2 separate regions of the Sus scrofa genome follow, and region 1 is linked to region 2. A link is a contact called in public Hi-C data. All regions are on one chromosome and are shown on one strand. Each heading gives the region's core, a stretch centred on a gene start, on an enhancer-like site or on the middle of the called end of the contact. The rest is flanking DNA. Distances are from core to core; before and after follow the strand shown. Region 1 has its middle 53 kb from the start of STC2. Region 2 has its middle 75 kb from the start of BOD1.

The links. Hi-C and Micro-C count contacts between places; a contact is called where the count stands out from the background.
Region 1: a contact with region 2 is called in a Hi-C map of heart right ventricle, with 2.8 times the contacts expected there. The contact joins two enhancer-like sites. A contact is called at or near these places in 3 of 47 Hi-C or Micro-C datasets (epiblast stem cells, fibroblasts and heart right ventricle) and 1 of 2 datasets of contacts at active chromatin or transcription factors (skeletal muscle).

What each region holds. Positions count from the first base shown.
Region 1 is chr16:50,934,567-50,938,154 of Sscrofa11.1, reverse strand. No RefSeq gene overlaps it. Among named protein-coding and RNA genes, the nearest start is that of STC2, 53 kb to the left of the region's middle. Within about 2 kb of position 2,239, at least 3 of the 83 cell types and tissues checked have an H3K27ac peak or open chromatin away from gene starts, as enhancers often do.
Region 2 is chr16:50,807,430-50,811,035 of Sscrofa11.1, reverse strand. No RefSeq gene overlaps it. Among named protein-coding and RNA genes, the nearest start is that of BOD1, 75 kb to the right of the region's middle. Within about 2 kb of position 1,950, at least 5 of the 83 cell types and tissues checked have an H3K27ac peak or open chromatin away from gene starts, as enhancers often do.

The DNA.
Region 1 (3,588 bases), core at 990-3,489, 130 kb before region 2:
TCCATGGGTTCTGTATATGCCTAGTCACTCAGTCCAACCCCAGCTGGTTGAATTCACAGATACAGAACCCATGATATGGAGGGCGACTGTACTTATATTGTCACTTCATATTTTCCCTTGAACCTACTCACTATGTAATAACAATAGATATATCTTACTTGTAATGGATTGGTTTAAAATGGAAAATCTAGGAGTTCTATTGCGGCGCAATGGAAAGAATCCGACTAGTATGCGTGAGGATGGGGGTTTGATCCCTGGCCTCACTCAGTAGGTTAAGGATCTGGCATTGCCGTAAGCTATGGTGTAGTTTGCAGATGTGGCTCAGATCCAGTGTTGCTGTGGCTGGACATAGTCCAGCAGCTGTAGTTCCAATTTGACCCCTAGCCTGGGAACCTCCATAGGCCGAGGGTGGGGCCCTAAAAAACAAAAAACAAAAAACAAAAAAAAAAGGGAAAATTTATACCACTATCATAAATAGAAAACCAGTCTCCACTGAAATTAAATGATAGCATTAATTCAAAAAAGGCAAAATTACTTTTTACATTTCCTCTAGATCTGCCAGACACTTGAGCTTGAGGCCTTCTTTCTCTCTGTTAAAAGAGAGAACAGCAAGTTTCAGAGATGTGTTAAGCTGTGATTTTTTTTTTCATTGAAATAATCAGAAAGCTTGAAAGAGATTGGAGAACAAATTCATTCCTTGATTTAATGTTCTTTAAGGCTATGTCTGGGTACCACCTAAACCATTGTAGGTGGAGTGATTATAGGTAGGTAAGTGATTACAGTTAAGTATGGGTTTAGGGACTGTAGTTAACAATACTGTATTATATGCAGTACTTCAGAATTACTGTAACACTAAATTTAAATGTTCTCACCACAAAGGTGGAATGTTAATTATGTGATGTGATAGAGATATTAGCTAAAACTATGGTGGTAGTCATATTGTAATATAAATATGGGAAGTCAGCACGTCATATAGCTTAAACATATATAATCATATGTACATTATATCTCAATAAAAAATAACTCATAACATAATGAAGGCACAAGGGGTTTTACCTAGATTAGCTCACTATCTTTACAATGATCCTGAGATGTTGTATTATAATTATCCCCCTTTCACAGATTGGGAAGTCAAGGCATCAAAGGCTACCTTGCCCATGTTGCTGGAACTATTGAGTAGTGGAGGCAAAATTTGAACCCAGCTGTCTGGTTCCAGATGCCTTGATCTCAAATGCTGCTCTCAACAGCCTCTTGGAGGTTCCAGTCGCCTTAACACTTGGGGAATGCTGGCCGTGTGAAGGGCTGCAGACAGCGAGGCCAGGCTACTTTCTCCCTGGGCTTGGGGGGGTCTGGCACCGGCAGAGCTAGGTGATCCATCGACAGGGCTGCTTGCTTCTGGGGCCGGGAGCCGTGGTCAACATTGTGTCTGTGGTGCTTCTGTGTCTTTAGCTCTGTTCTCTCCATGCAGTGCTTACTGTGGGTGTGGCGCTGTGCTGGGCGCTGGGGACACGGAGGCAGATGAACCCCAGGCTCTCAAGGAGCTCAGTCTTTCTATCGGGGAGAGAAACTTGTAAATGGGCACTGAAAGAGCCACATGATGGAGTTCTGTCACAGAGGGGAGCACAGCAGGGTGGGCAGGGCTGTGGGCACCTCGTTCAGGTTGGGGTGGGGGGAGAGGTGGGTTTGGAGAATGCATCCCAGGGCTTTGCAGAGCAGAGGGAATGCATGAGAAAAGGCCCAGGGCTGACCAGCTGAGTCTGAGCTGCTGTGCCTCCTGACTCCCTTGGAGAACGTAGGCAAGTCTGGGTTTCCTTCCGGCTCTTGCTCGGAAAGTCCTGGGCAGCGCTTCGGGGAACAACTTGAGCCAACTCTCCTGTGTCATTGCTTTTCCAAAGGGCACAGATTTGAAATGTCTGCACAGCGACCAGCGAGGACCTCCGGCTCAACAGAGAAAAATGGGAGCTTTGATCCCCAGCTGTTCCCCAAAGAACCAAAGATCACTGCAGTCTGACTTTTACAGACTCCGGACCGCCGTTGCAGCCTGTGACTCCGAGGTGCAAACTCGGCCAACCCAGAGAGGTAATTTTTGGGGGTGAGTGTGTTTATTTTAAACCCCACACTGGCAGTTGGGTCAGATTTTTATGTGATGATTTTGTGTTCTGCATATAAGGAAGTACTGCTCGTAGGCTACTATGAATGTGTCCAAAACATCTCTCTCCAGAATAAACTCGTGCTGTGCTGATGAAATGAAACATTCTGGGGCCACCCTCAGAATAGAACGTCCTTGGCTTGGCGTGGCAAGCTCTGGTGAGCTGCTGACAAGAGACGACGGAGCGTGGGCACTGCCACACTCCTTTCTTGGAGCTCCTTAGTGAAGGCAGGAGCCTCAGAACGCACAGCCACAAGACTGTGCTGAGTGGTGGGCTAAGAACGCTTTGAGGGGTGTGCAAACTCTCCCTGGAATATCTGAAGGATGCGTGTACTCTCATGTGGCATTTGATAAGTGGTGGTGGAGGGCCAGTTTGGGCATAGGAGGGGAGGGAGGAGAGTCACACTTCAGACTTTCCACCCAGAGCAGTTTAGGTTGTATCGACATGGGAAATGGAAATTGTTTGGAAATCTGCTCAGCACACAAGGGCAGGTGGGGAAAAGTGACCATTGCTGGTGAACAGAAGGACACAAGCTACGTGGCCTTCATATCCTTGTGCAAAATGAGGAGGTTAGCCAAGGAAGCTTTCAGGTCTCTGTCAGGTTTTAAATCCAGTTAAAGGAAAAGTAAGTTGGCTGAGGTAGTTTTGCTGGGTGTATTTTTTTTTTTTTTTTTTTTTAGGCCACACCCATGGCATGTGAAAGTTCCCAGGCTAGGAATCGAACCTTAGCCACATTTGCAGCCTGTGCCACCCTTAACACTGGACCCTTAACCTGCTGCGCCAACACCAGAACTTCCTTGCTCAGTGTATGGGGCCAGGTTCACCAGCTGCAAGCAGCAGAAACTGAATGTATCAATAGGATGTTGGGCCCACTCATAGGCTCAAAAGAGAAGCTGAGAGCCTGCGTTGTGCAAAGGAGGGGACCCAGGACAATGCGGGGGGCTTGGGTAGCAAGACTGAAATGCTGTCTCTGGGGTTTTACCGACATGCCCATCAAAGGCTAACCTTTTTTGACCTTGTGTCTCTTCTAGCTTTGAAATTTCTGGGTGAATGAGGGTCCGATTGACCTCTCTTGGGTCCAGTACCCACTCCTTGGGTGGGGGAGCACAGGGTGCCAGGATTAACAGATCCATCATGACTATACGATGGGAAGTGGGAGGGGAGAGGAGACCAACAGCCCCCCGCAAAGAAAAGGGTGTTGTTGCCCCCCAAGGGAGACATAGATGCTGGATGGGCTAATATAACAGGTTTCTCAACTCAGAGATGTGAATAACGAAGTGACACTTTGGACCTGTCACACTGACTACTTTTTTGAGTCCATCGTGAGCATGAGTACGGCTATCGGCCTTCTCAGCATGATTCTATGGAATGTTGGCTTAAATATTCCAATTGGCTGGTGCAGGGACAGGCATTTCTACTTGTGGTCCATGACTTGACC
Region 2 (3,606 bases), core at 701-3,200:
AGCTGGACCTGTGCATTCTCCTCTCCCTCCTCGATCTGCCGTGACCTGACCTCTGTGCATCTCTTTGCCACTTTTCTCCACTCTGTCACTCTCTGCTTTAGTGACACTGACCTTCTGTCACTTCATGGCATCCTGGGGCTCCTCCCTCCCACCTCAGGGCCTTTGCTCATGCTCTTTCCTCTCTCTGGAAGCCTTTCCTTCTCTCTTCCAGTCTAATTTTTCCTTCTGGTCTCATCTCAGATGGCACTCCCTTAAGAGAAGCCTTCCTCCAAACACAGCCACTACTTGTTCCTCCACTGTTATCCGGGCACACCATTTCCTCTGCTTTTTTCTTCATACTAAGCACTGTTAGCAATTACATGTTTATGCGATTTAAAAAAAAATAATCTCTCTCTCCCATTCTAGAAGTCACGCTTTGCTGACTATTGTACCCCTGGAGCCTAAGCAGGGCGGGCTACAGATGCCCATCAAATATTGGGTGAAATGACTGGTGAATGATATACTGTCTGGTTTATTGGGGGGGGGTGGTCTGTGGGTCTCACACTTTTCTGAATGGGATTGTTTCCTTTATGGATCTGGGAGGGATGGGCTAGGAGGTTTGCTGAGCCTGCTTCTTTTAGGAAAAGACTGGTATTTGAGCTTTGGTGTGTGAGTGGCCAGACAGAGGAGCTCAGCAGGAGACCCTGTCTCCAGTGGGCACCCAGCTCTTTTACTCCACAAATGACTTCTTTGGGACTCCCGGGAGAAAATTCCTCTGACCGGGAGTCCCCGTCATGGTTCAGTGGTTAACGAATCTGACTAGGAACCATGAGGTTGCAGGTTCGATCCCTGGCCTTGCTCAGTGGGTTTAGGATCCGGCGTTGCCATGAGCTGTGGTGTAGGTTGCAGACATGGCTCAGATCCGCGTTGCTGTGGCTCTGTTGTAGGCCGGCAGCTGTAGCTCCGATTCGACTCCTAGCCTGGGAACCTCCATATGCCACGAGTGTGGCCCTAGAAATGGCAAAAAGACAAAAAAAAGAAAGAAAAAGAAAATTCCTCTGACCTTCAATAGAGCATTTTCTGATAACCTGACTCTTCAAATTTTGGAAGAACTCATGTCCTGCTTTTTGCTTCACCCACTGGGAAGCTCACATTGAAATCGTTACTGCTTCTTACAATCAAATGATAGCTCCAGACTTGTAGTTTGCATGTCAAAAGCATGCTCAGGATTCATTCTCCTTTCCTACCCCACTTCCTCTGCTTCCGATTTCTTACTGCATTCATTTTGTGTCTTGATGCATGTATGCAGCACTGTCAACCAGGTCAAGTCCTTTCTGCAGTGATTTGTTGCTGTTGTTTTTAATGGAGATGAAATGTGTGTAAAAAAAATGAACCATTTTAAAGTGTACAGTTCGGTTCAGTGGCATATTGTGCCTGCACAATGTTGAGAAGCCACCACCTCTATCTAATTTCAAAACATTTTCATCACTCCCAAAGAAAACCCCATACCCTTTAAGCAGTCACCCCTCCCCATCCCCGCTGTCTCCAGCCCTTTTGTAATCACCAGCCTGCTTTCTGTCTTTGTGGATTTGCCTATTCTGGGTATGTCGTGTAAATGAAATCATACCATCTGTGACAGTTTGTGCCCAGCTTCTCCCACTTTGCATCGTGTTTTAAGGTTCAACCATGGTGTCTGGCTTATCAGTACTTCGTTCCTTTTTATGGTTTGTTTCAGTAGATCGATTAGAAATGTGAATCAGCAAAGGCTGGGGGCCCTTAGTTGCCTCTAACTTGTGTGAGGGGGGGCAAAAAATCTCTCCAGGTCTCTATAGAGTTCACAATAGGGATTCCCACCCAGAAAACCAGTGTACCATAGATGGTCCAATAGAACATTCCAGAGGTCTTGGGACCTGGGCACCAGCTGCTTCTCTCCAGAGATATTTTCCCAGAATAGACAGAGGTGTCAGTCAGCATGAAAATAACCTTGGCAGAAATCCTCATGCCAGAAAGATAGCCACAGACATAAGCGCCAAGGTACATGGTGGCGGCGGGGGGAGGTTCTAAATTAAGTCTTGGGCTGTGAGTTATATTGACTTGGGTCTGGTGAGGCTGACCGGTCAGTTCTGCCCCTTTGGGTGCATGTCCCTGGTTTGGCTAGTAGTGGGTGAGAAGGGCTTTGGGAAGGCCAAGGTGGAAACGCTGCCAAAAAATGCAGTATGGTTTCCAGCACGAAGGCGCTCCATCCAGGCCAGAAATGAATTGAGCAGGAAGAAAGAAAGGGATTTCAGCTTCTTGAATGGGACTTAGAAAAGCAAATGAATGCCTGCTCAGCTAATGGAAAGAGACTTCATTGATCTGTTGATTGATTATTGACATTGGGAGTCAGGAAGAAGTCAGGAGACTCAGAGGAAAATGACTCCAGAGACCACTGTGGGTCCAACCTCATTTCCTTCTGTGATATACCTTGCAGTTCTTCCTCTTTTTAAATCTCCTAACAATGTAAAATAGTGATTTGGGCGCTGGGGAAGGCTTAAGGCCAAGATCAACCTGGGAACAGACTCCAGCCTGTCATCTTGTGTTGTGTTGACTTGGGTACCTACATTTCCTCTCTGACCCTTAGTCTTTACATCTGTGAAATGGGATTACCGTAGCATGGTAATCTCAAAGGACTACTGTGTGTATTAAAACCCATAATATGAGGGAGATGCTTGGCATCGTAAAAGGTGTTCCTTAGTGGCTCGTGCTCATCTTCCTTCTTTGTCTTCCAAATACTTAAGGAAAAACTCAGATCTTTAGGTGAGCATAGCTATGACTGATGCGCTTGAGACCCCAGGGTGGGATTCAGTGAGCAAGCAGAGGGCTAAGATATGGTGAACACTTTGTAGTTGAAAAAGACTTCAAGACCTCAAGTTGCAAGAGACAAAGTAAATCTATGTGAAAAGCAATCTCAGAATAACCCCAAACAGTGTCTCATAAATGTGAGGGGGCTTGTGCCATCCTTGACAGTCAGTTGGTGGCCTCTCCTCTGGAGAGTCTCATCCGAAGCCTTGATGGGCGGATGCCATTCCACAAGGCTCTCCATCCCGGCCGTGACACGTCATGTCAAAATGACCTATTTGTGGGTCTGGGCTTCCCTCCTCCAACCTATTGTGAAAACTGCTTCACACATAAACAGTTTTTAAATTTTATTTTATTTTTATTAGAGTGTAGTTGATTCATAGTATTGTGGCCATTTCTGCTATACAGCATAGTGACCCAATCCTACATATATACCCATTCTTTTTCTCATATCATCTTCCATCATGTTCTATCCCAAGAGGATGGAGATGGTTCCCTGTGCTGTACAGTACGATCTCATTGCTTAACCATGCTAAATGTAGTAGTTTTAATGCTGTAAGTTAGCATTTAATGGGCACTTACTCTATAACAGGGCCTGCACTAAGCTCTTCGTACTGACCATCTCCTTTTTTCATTACAATATCCCCGGAAAGTAGTTACCGTATTCTCCCAAACTAACAGAGGAGGGACAGAAGACTCAGAGGCAGAACATACTTGCCCAAGGTCACAAAAGTAACAAGGAGCAGAACTGCCCTTTGACCCAGGAAGCTGGATTTCAGAGTTCCTCCT